Linked DNA regions of Anas platyrhynchos: region 1 is linked to region 2. The links are chromatin contacts, called in public Hi-C maps. All regions are on one chromosome and are shown on one strand. The core of a region is the stretch at or near the end of the contact, and the rest is flanking DNA. Distances in the headings are between cores, read along the strand shown.

Region 1 (5,166 bases), core at 147-2,646, 67 kb before region 2:
CCGGTTTATCAAAGACCCATGCTTTTCCAGGGCAATGTGCCTTATTGGAAGCTACACTGAATCCCCTTGGGCATGTCAAATCACAAGACACTAGTTTATGGGCACCTAAGTCTGTCCCTTAGCTCGCTGTGACAATTAAAAGGCAAATGGTCTTTACTAGAATGTCTGCTGTATTGAGGGCTTTCTGAAAACATTTATCCTGGTGATGCTGTCTTGGCTCATATTTTATTATTTCCTTATGAAATAGCCACTTAGAAACACAAACATAAGTCTGGTTTGTAGTCTTTAACCTGTATATGTTAGTAACAGAATTTCACTGAAACAGTAACATGAGGTTGCTAGACAGTTTGTTAATATCTTTCCTCTATACTATGATCTGCATAAAAAATAAAATAATTTTTAAAAAGTGATCACCAGGTCAAGAGAAATGATTCTAACCCTCTACACTGTTCTCTTAAGACCCCCACCTGGAGTACTGTGTTCAGCTTCAGGACCTCCAGCACAGGAAGGAAATGGACATGGTGGAGCAAATCCAGAGGAGGGCCACAAGGTTAATCAGAAGGCTGGAGCACCTCTCCTATGAAGATAGGCTGAGAGACTTGTGCTTGTTCAGCCTGGAAAAGAGAACGTTCTGGGGACACCTTATAGCAGCCTTCCAGTATCTAAAGGGGGCCTACAGAAAAGCTTGAGAGAGACTCTTTATCAGGGGGCATAGTGATAGGACAAGGGGTAATGGCTTTAAACTAAAAAAGGGTAGATTTAGATTAGATATAAGGAAGAAATTCTTTACTCAGAGTTTGGTGAGGCACTGGAACATGTTGTCCAGAGAAATTGTAGCTGCACCTCCCTGAAGTGTTTAAAGCCAAGTTGGATGGCACTTTGAGCAACCTGCTCTAGTGGAAGGTGTCCCTGCCCTTGTCAGGGGGGTTGGAATTAGATGATCCTTAAGGGTTCCTTCCAGCCCAAACCATTCTATGATTGTGTTCTTACACTGAATTGCAGTGTTCACGCTTTTACCCTCAGGTATACAATTATGGTCCTTCTCCATTTCTTCTTGCTTTAGTAGTGCTAGTGTCCACAGCACTGTGCAAATCCTCAGCTGTTAATTCTCACAGTTGCATCATGTAGGAAAGGCTCTTTGTCCACAGAGCACAACTGCAGAAAATAGAGTCATGGACTTACAGTGACAGACGAGCACAGTGACCCTAGATTCCAATATTTAATGAATTCATTGCTACAGCCTTCAAGAAGCATGGTTTAGCTTACAGCTGGCAGTAAAATGAAGACAAAAAATGTAATTTCCCGCCTACCAGACTGAACTAAATACACCTTGGAATGAACAAACAAGGCTAGAGGAGAACACAAGTGTCTGTAATCCTCGAAATGGAGTCTGGGTGGCATATCAGTTCTGCTGTTGCACTTTCCATAGGAGAGTATTTATCTGCTGTGTTCATTCCTCTAGACTATGCTAAAGGTTATCTTTGTTCTAGCTTTTATGCTAGTTTCAAACATTAATCAGCAGAGATATGGCACTGAAATTTTCCTTGGAACTTCTGCATATTTACTGTCTTACATGACATATGTATATATCATTACTAGAGGTTGATAAGAACAAACGAGAAGGAAATATTTCACAGATACAAACAAGCACTATACTTAGCACTTGATTTATAAGTTTAAAATGGAGTCCAAATGCTAGTGGTGGAGCCTTGTAAACTGCATATGCAGTATTACATTCTGCATCACCACTAAAAAATGAACAATTAAACATTACTTCCATTTACTTAGTCTACAATGAATGTTTTAAGTGGTTTATAAATTACTGAGGCATGGTCTTATGACAAACTAGAAGTAAAAATAAAATAAAATAAAATAAAATAAAATAAAATAAAATAAAATAAAATAAAATAAAATAAAATAAAATAATAAAATAAAAACAATAAAAAACATCCATAAGAAAACTCAAGTAACTCTACTTTACAGAACTTTTTCAGAGACCAGCATGTATTTATGCCATCACAACATAGTCTGGCCTAAGAGAAGACAAAACGTAACATTTCAAAGTATATGTAAGCAAATCAGTTCACTGGGAAAGTCTTTCACGTTACTCCTGAAAGGCCAAGAGAGTGATCTCCATTTTCAACTCCTCCTCTCCAAAAGGATCGCTTATCAACACTTTGCAAGGTCTAGTCAAGTGGTCTCAGTAGGAGATAGAAACAAAGGGGACACTTTCCAGTTTCAGATTTCTGTCTAAGACAGATAAAAATGGGGTATTTAAAGTAGAATGGCAGTGAAGAAGAGCAAAGGAAGTTTTCATATAAAAGGAAAGCATAAAACAGAGAGAACATTCCTTTAGAAAAAGCAAAATAGTGCTTTATTTTCTGTCCAGTCTTAAAGTTAAATTATTAGTACCCCATAGATCAATCCAAATAAAGTTAATGGAGAGATTCCTAAGGACTTTGGAGTTGCACTGAACTGATATTTCATGGCTGCTGGCAAGTGGGTGGGAAGATTCAGTCCTGTTCCCTTATTCCAGAAAAAACACAGGATGTTGGTCCTTGACTTACAAGGTCATGCCCTGTTTGTCCAATGAAAAAAAACAGGTAGGCTTCTGTGGTGGTGAGATGTCCTCTTGCTCTCTCCCCTTCACAATGACTGTGAACTGAAAAGCAGGGATACAAAGCAAGACAACGCTGTTGTACATAGAAATTAAGAGCTAGAACTATCTATGCTAGCTGGTGAAGTTATGGTGCTTGGGGAGACATGAAGCATTTCTGAGATGGAGTGTTTACAGAAAAAATCCCACAGCTCATATTTGTATTATATATTTATAAATTCCTGGAACTCAATTTTATAGGGTTTTTGATTAATGGCTGTACTGCAGTTCAGCTCCAAGCCTATTGAACTTACTGTACTGGAACTGAGCAAGACATACACTAGCCAAATATGAACACTACTACTGGACAGTGATTTAATGGTGGTTCATGGCTCAAAGGCATTGCTGTGCAGGCTCTGCTTATTGTACACATGGAGTTGAAATCTAAAGGATACCCTCCCAGGAGTCTTCTTAAAATCAAAGTCAGATATGTGTTTGCCTCAGATACCTCTATGTCAGAAGAAGTGAAGAACAATGAAAAATGTTGTGCTTTCCCCATCACTTTAACATTAAAGTGGGTGCAGTTCCTGTTGATGTATGGATTCTCCTAATTATATATTTATGTCACTTCAACCACAGTATCTTCCAGGAGCATAGCCAAATTCTTGATTTTCTTAAGCTGGTGGTGTATGCCAAGTGTTCCCACACTGTGGTATTTGACATTAGTGCTGTTTTTCTCACACTTCAAAGATGACATCTGTGGTTACGGCTGGCAAATGCCAACTTAACTGTTGATTATCATAATAATATAGCAAAAGCAGTCTCATTCTTTTGAGGTGGGATTCACTTCATTAAATACAGTCCTTATGGCTATTACGATTTGTGAGGTGAAACTTGATGCCTGTAATCTCTTGGCGTGCCAACTGGAGTCAAATAAAAGCATTGTAAACATAAAAATAAATAAATAAAATAAAATAAAATAAAATAAAATAAAATAAAATAAAATAAAATAAAATAAAATAATAAAATAAAATAAATAAAATAAAATAAAATAAAATAAAATAAAATAAAATAAAATAAAATAAAATAAAATAATAAAATAAAATAAATAAAATAAAATAAAATAAAATAAAATAAAATAAAATAAAATAAAATAAAATAAAATAAAATAAAATAAAATAAAATAAAATAGAGAACATGGAAGATATGTCAACACAGAGAAAATTCTACAGTTCTTTGGGTTGTGGTCTTCTGAGATAGTGCAGCCTTCAGATGTTAAGATGGAAACAATGGCAAATCACTGTAGAAGATGTAAACTATGTTCAATACCAGAGCTGGTACATGAGAACAAGATCACTGGCAGACTTCACCCGCCCTCTTGCAATCACTTCTTGTAAAAAAATAAAACAGAAAATTGATAATTGTTGTTTATCCTTTTTTTTTTTTTTTTTTAGAAAGCATAAGGAACATTTGTATTCCCTTTAAAAGTATAACAGTTAAGACAACTAAATCTGTTTTATTTCAGTTCTTTTTAAACTTCTAACTTATGTATAGTAGAAAATGAAGATGCATGTTGAACTGGAAATGCTCAGGCTCTCTCTCTTGATAGTCTCTTCCACAGAGTGTACAGCAATACAGCAATAAGAAACATCCCACTCCACTATATATATATATTAGAAAGATGAAAGATTTTCTCTTTTAGCAGTTTGGCACTGTGTTTTTAAAAACACCAAGCTGTTGCAATGATGCTAGCTTATTAAATATCTCCATCCCTCCCCTTCTCTCTCCCAGATGAAGAGGTATAGGGTTGCTGAAATTCATTTAATTACTCTTCTGCAGCTTATTGGTTTTGACATGAAGACAAGGCTTAGTCTGTTTTTAATGAAAATGTTACTAGTTGTTATGACTGCTTGCATTTGGAGGAATGTCCTTTATTGTTAAGTCTAAAATATTATACACAGGTAATTAACATGATCTATTTATGGCAGAATTACATCTTTTTTGTCTTGTTTGTACTGGTTTCCTTCAGTACTCATCTTCAATTAACTTCACTTTTTACTTAGCTCTTATTTTCTTTGAGCTTTGCGAGGCATAGTGATTGTGTTTTCTGATTCAAGGCACTACTTTAAAAGATAACTTCTTGGAGTGACTAGTGTATTTCTTTTCAAATAAAACTTTTTTTGTGTGTCTGTTAAAATCCTTAGTCTCCAGATGGTTCAAATTTAAGGCAGCACTATCCTTGCTTTGCCACACTGTCTTTTGTGCTGCTATGATGGTTTAGTCACAACTAATGGCTGTCAAGCAAATGAGATTGTGATTTGTTATTTCAGAAGTCCCTGCTGCACAATTTAAGGGTGCGAAGTGGGTCAGCCACCAGTCAGACATTACAGCAGTCAAGCTCTAATAGGAGTGATAGACAGTCAAAAAGTGTCCATTTTACTAGGAGAAGACTGGAAGAAAAAAAAATACAGCCTGAGAATGTTAACTTTGGGGAAGAAAAAAAAAAAAGTGTTGATTTAAAGAGGAAGGGTAAAAGAGTCACGAGTGTATTCATATATCTAGAGGCAGTT
Region 2 (5,065 bases), core at 753-3,252:
AAATAAAACTTGCCCCTTCCCCACTCCCCTTTTTTTTATTATTCTTGAGCAGTGTTTGAGTTCACAGCTCACACCAAGATTCTGTGAGCTCACAGAATCTTTAATCTCAGTTTTATCTTGTTTATGGAGTATTTGACTGTAAGCTTCCTCCCCTTCTTTGGTCCCTTCTTCTGTAGGAGGTGTCATTTATGCCCACGTACCACCCAGCTCATGTCCATGCTGAGCTGCATTGATTGAAATCCCAAGGGTACACAGACATCCACAAGCTTCTCAAATACCTACTCTCCTGAGGGGGTGGCTGTTACCTGAGGCCATGCACTTGAACAACCCTTTCAACTCCTCAATCAACTTATCCATCAATCTGCACGGCAAGTCAGTATCTGTTGCAGGGAAATCAGCCCCACAAAGAAACAACACTCACTTACCCCCCAGCATTTCACATATCCTGTGGCATATGGTCTGGAAAATCCAATTTTCCAGGGCTTTTCTCCTTTTTGTTCCCTTCCAGTTCCTTCACATACCTCCCTTCTTACACTTCCTATGGCAGAAGCATCCATCCTGGAGCTTCTCAACTGTAAGGCAGCAAAAGTCAGTTTTGTGCAATATTACTGAGGAGCCCTCAGCTGGCTGCAAAATGTGAGTGTTGTTTACAGAACTGTGCAGATAGGAAACTGGGCAAAAGGAGAACCCCAAGGTGAGTCAGTAGCCTTATCTATTTGTCTCTGTTCATTTGAAATCTCTGAGCTTAACCCATATCACTTCCAGCTGTCCTTACAGAATGGCACAGGTCTCCTGTAGGGCTTGTGTCAAATTTGACAGCCCTATTGGGATGTTTCCAATCCTAAGCATCTCCAGGTAGCAGAGTGTGATTATATGGGGGTAACAGAATAGATCCTCAAGTGACTCTTTTCAATTCTAAAGAGTAAGAACAAACCTGTGCTTCCCATGCCAATGTCTCAGTCATAAACCACTTGGTAAAACAAGAGCCCTGGGAAAAGGACACTTCTGAAGAGGTGATTTATTTATGTCAGATAGACAATGGAAAAAATAATGACTCAAACATCAAGAGGGATGGGCCAAGGCAGAAAAAAATGGTGACAGTCACCAGAGCTATATTATGAAAGGACATGAAGAAAAGTAAAAGGACAAAGGGAAAATTCATAATTTATGCTTTTGATGGAAACAAGACCCAGAGGCAATACAGCTTTTTCAATAGTCCCTGCATGTATGCACATGAACTACCTGTACCAACAGACTGGCAAATAGTAAATACACTAAATCTCCAAAGGACTGAAGGTAACAGACCTCACTCTCTTTTCTGGCCTCCAGGCAACATATTTTCAAAATCAAAAGTGTTGCTTGGTGCTCTTTCACAAGGCTTTCCTGACATGGGTGTACAGTCTGAAAGCGTATGACTGTTGTGTTTTCAGCTTTCATATCTTTGACCAGCAAAACAACATTTTCTAGCACTTCAGGGGCAACTGGGATATCATTAGCAATGATAGCACTGATACTCAGGAGAAGCAGGAGGGCCTTCAGGAGGCACAGTGAGATATTTAGGAAGGGTATTAGGTGAAGCATATCATGGACATGTCGCTCTCATTAGATACATCAATGGACAGCAACCAGTTTGGGGTTGTATAGTTATTATGGATATCCTACATAATTATTTTGGAGAATAATTGTCACCTATAGAAGAAGAGTCCATACAAAATCACAAAGAAGCCTAATCTCTATACACCAGTTTTGAAATTACCAAATATAAGGAAAAACAATGAAGAAAGATCACAGATGGATCCTGTTATGCTATGGTGTCTTTCTAGCCTCTGTAGCTGGGAAAGCATTTATTTTATTTCATTAAATAAGCACACTGTTTTTGTTGCCAGTGTGCAATGTGCAAAAAGATATTTTGGGCGCCTGCCTCAGCCTCTTACCCTCTACTGAGCTCTCTGATTTGCAATGCTTTTCCTAACCAAAATATTAGAGCACCAAGCTGATATGGTCCACTGCTCCCATTATCTATGTTTTCATTCAGAGCTGGCTTAGTTATATCTGCCTGGCAATGCATCATATCACTGTAACTACAGTTTCCTGTGGGGGGAAAATGTAGTTTGCTTTTGTTGTTGTTGTTATCATTCTCCACTGTGTTCTTGGTTGTAAACTCATGGCAAGGACTTTGTAAGCATAACATACTCCTAGGCTAAAATTGCTGCTGCCAGCGAACAAGTTAAAAGTTGTCCCAAAAATGGATACGTGGAATATCACTCAGGAATCTCTGCTGCCCTGACACTGAGATATAAACACTGAAGACTTTAAGAACAAGTAGTTCTGTAGGAGTTTGAATGAGCTCATGAGAGGCAAAGTGAGCTGATAGAAAGCATAATATTTTCCAGAGATGAGCTTTATAGAAGACTGTAGAGGTGCTACTTTCTGGAAAATCAAAAACTAAAGATCAAAACTTAAGATCAACCCAATTATCCATGAGGCAGGCCATTTATTTTGACTTTTTTTTTTTTTTTAAATAAAATAATGTAGATAGACAGCAAAAGACACTAAATTTCCTTTCTTAAATCCCACTGCATGTACAGTTAAACACTAATAACAAAATTGGATGAAGTACCAGAACTGATGGGCAAAAAAATGTATCTGGCACTGTTTCAAGATGAGAAGTGTATAATTAGTTACCAGAAAGGAATCAGTGTTCGACTTGAGCTTATTAATTTTCTGATTAATTAAATATAACACACATTAATGCTATCTTAACTGCATGCTTAGTACATGGTTAGATTTTGATCTTGGTTGAAGGATTTAGCACACTTTATTACAGCACAGAAACTTGCTATAAATGAGGCATATATACTCTGATCTCCAGGAGTTAACATTTGCTGTTTATTTTACAGTAAGACCTGAAGTATAACAGAGTAAACAGAGCTGATGATGACTTTTTTCCATTGAAAGAGTGTTTCCATATTACAAGTTTGTCTACTGTAGTGAAACCATGTAATTTCTTCATTCAGTAAAAGGTCAGTCACATACTTCCTACCAAGCAGTTTTGAGTAATGTGTTTAATTGACATCCTTAGTTAAAGCAAGAGGACACCCTTGTTCAAATACCGGCTTTCCTGTTCTCTGTCCAGATGCTTTGCCATTAAGTTAAGAAACTCATTGCTCTTGTTAGGCTGTACAGATAACTAAACACTCTTCCTGGGTGAAAGGGACTGACCCTTATGAAGAGCCACTGCAGAGTCATGGACCTGAGTTTCATTTCAGAGGAGGAAGGTGAGCTGTGGGCTGTTAGCTTCTCCAAGGCCAACAGCCTGCTCCAGACCAACATCTCCTCATGTCCCTGCCAGATCTTACTCGATTTAATTAAAAAACATTTCCCTGGAACACTTAACTAAGTCCAGATAACTTTTAAACAAAAACATTATTTTTGAGAATTCTTGACCAAGTTAATAGTGGTGAATAGAGGCAGTCTTTGTCCTCAAAATCCTCAGTCACCTAGGTAGAACAAGCTGAGCTCAAAAGGAAAGTGGCTATTGCTCAGGTAAGCAGTATAACAACAGTTCTTCCCAGAACTATTGCACTGCCTATGCTTTTCTTTTTTTTTTCCCTGCTGGCTGCCTACAGTTATTCCTGATAGCTGGTAAATTAAGAGGTGAAGAACACCTCAAAACTGTCAAGGCAATTCTATATCATCTTACCTTCATCCTTTCTAATAATTTGTCTCAAGCCACCTCAAAGGTGGATTTCCTTCCAACCACCTTACTGATCCAGGAGCCAAAGCCTTTATTCTTTAATACAAATGGACAAACAAATGCATGCTCCATTTTGATGTTTTGCCTGAACTCTGATTCATCATTTCCCCATTTTTATATACTTCTTTATCACTATAGTTCTCTTCTGATTTTACCAGTATCTATCTCATATTCTAGCCACCTGGCACTTCCTGTTTTCCTCCTTGGTTTCAACTTGGGTCACTTTACATAGTTCATAATCTGCTTGTATCTGGGGGAGGGTAGTGCATGTAGGCAGCTGGGAGGACAAGACTGTAAAAGGAGAAAATATTGCAGTTGTTTGAAGGATGGAAGGCAGGCCTTTATCCTGCATCAAAGAGGATGGCTTTGAATGGAAACCCAACTTCTCATTTTAAATATTCCTTTGAACTGGGGAATGGCATGCATAGTCCTTTCCTAATAATAACACCCTTTTTATTTTTTTTTTTTATTTGTTTTTAGTTCCGAAGCAATCTATTTCTGCCTAAGTGTGGTATCTCCTTCACTTTCAACAATGAAAATTTATATCAGAAATAAAGATATAAAGATTCAGGAAAGAAAAGAGGGAACTAATCCTACTGATATGGATTCATTGGCAAATACCTTTACTGGCTTAATTTTTCTCTTTTATTTCTGCTCTGTGTTTTAGATTGGAACACTTTTGTACATGATGCCCTCATTGTCTACGTACTGTTCTTTGGTTTACGCCGTAGTATGGTCTCAGATCACACAAACAAAATTCCTTCTGGAGGGATGCAACCTGGAAGAGGAATTGAGAACTACACTTGAAACTTTCCTGTTATGACCAGACAATCAATCCACAGAAGCTGTCTGGAACTAACATGAAGTAACCCACTTCTCAAACGTGTCAGGTGGGCATTTGGGTTACTGGATTCACTGCTTCTATCTGCCAATCTGCTCACTGATACAGCCATAAGCAGTGTGACAAAAACACACACATAATCTTTCTTGCTTTTGCAGGAGAGAACATTTTGATATTTCTTACATTACAAAACTTAATGTAATACCTAAGGCTTTTGCATGGCTTCATCAGCAGCATAAAGGGTCAGATTCAAATTTGCAATAAGTCACACATAGCCTTTATCAAGACGTGAGAAATTTCAGACCACAGGAAAAGAAAAACCTGAGAATGCCCAAGACAGAAATGTTTCCAATGAAAATTAGTAGGTTAATACACTAGTACTGGTGAAATCTGTAGACTGATAATAGCATTCAAATGCTTACATTTTTATATTATTATAGCACTGGCTGGCTTTCATGACATCTGAG

Evidence for each region. A called contact is a pair of places that touch in the nucleus more often than the background predicts.
Region 1: a contact with region 2 is called in a Hi-C map of F5 follicle, with 1.9 times the contacts expected there. The contact joins two enhancer-like sites. A contact is called at or near these places in 2 of 8 Hi-C or Micro-C datasets (F5 follicle and small yellow follicle).

What each region holds. Positions count from the first base shown.
Region 1 is chr1:78,486,376-78,491,541 of IASCAAS_PekinDuck_T2T, reverse strand. All of the region lies in intron 1 of NTF3 (neurotrophin 3), which reads left to right. The region is part of intron 3 of LOC119714168 (a long non-coding RNA gene); the gene reads right to left. Among named protein-coding and RNA genes, the nearest start is that of NTF3, 29 kb to the left of the region's middle. Within about 2 kb of position 1,396, at least 2 of the 8 cell types and tissues checked have an H3K27ac peak or open chromatin away from gene starts, as enhancers often do. A contact at or near this core is called in F5 follicle and small yellow follicle, where this site is marked.
Region 2 is chr1:78,419,753-78,424,817 of IASCAAS_PekinDuck_T2T, reverse strand. No RefSeq gene overlaps it. Among named protein-coding and RNA genes, the nearest start is that of NTF3, 95 kb to the left of the region's middle. Within about 2 kb of position 2,002, at least 4 of the 8 cell types and tissues checked have an H3K27ac peak or open chromatin away from gene starts, as enhancers often do. A contact at or near this core is called in F5 follicle and small yellow follicle, where this site is marked.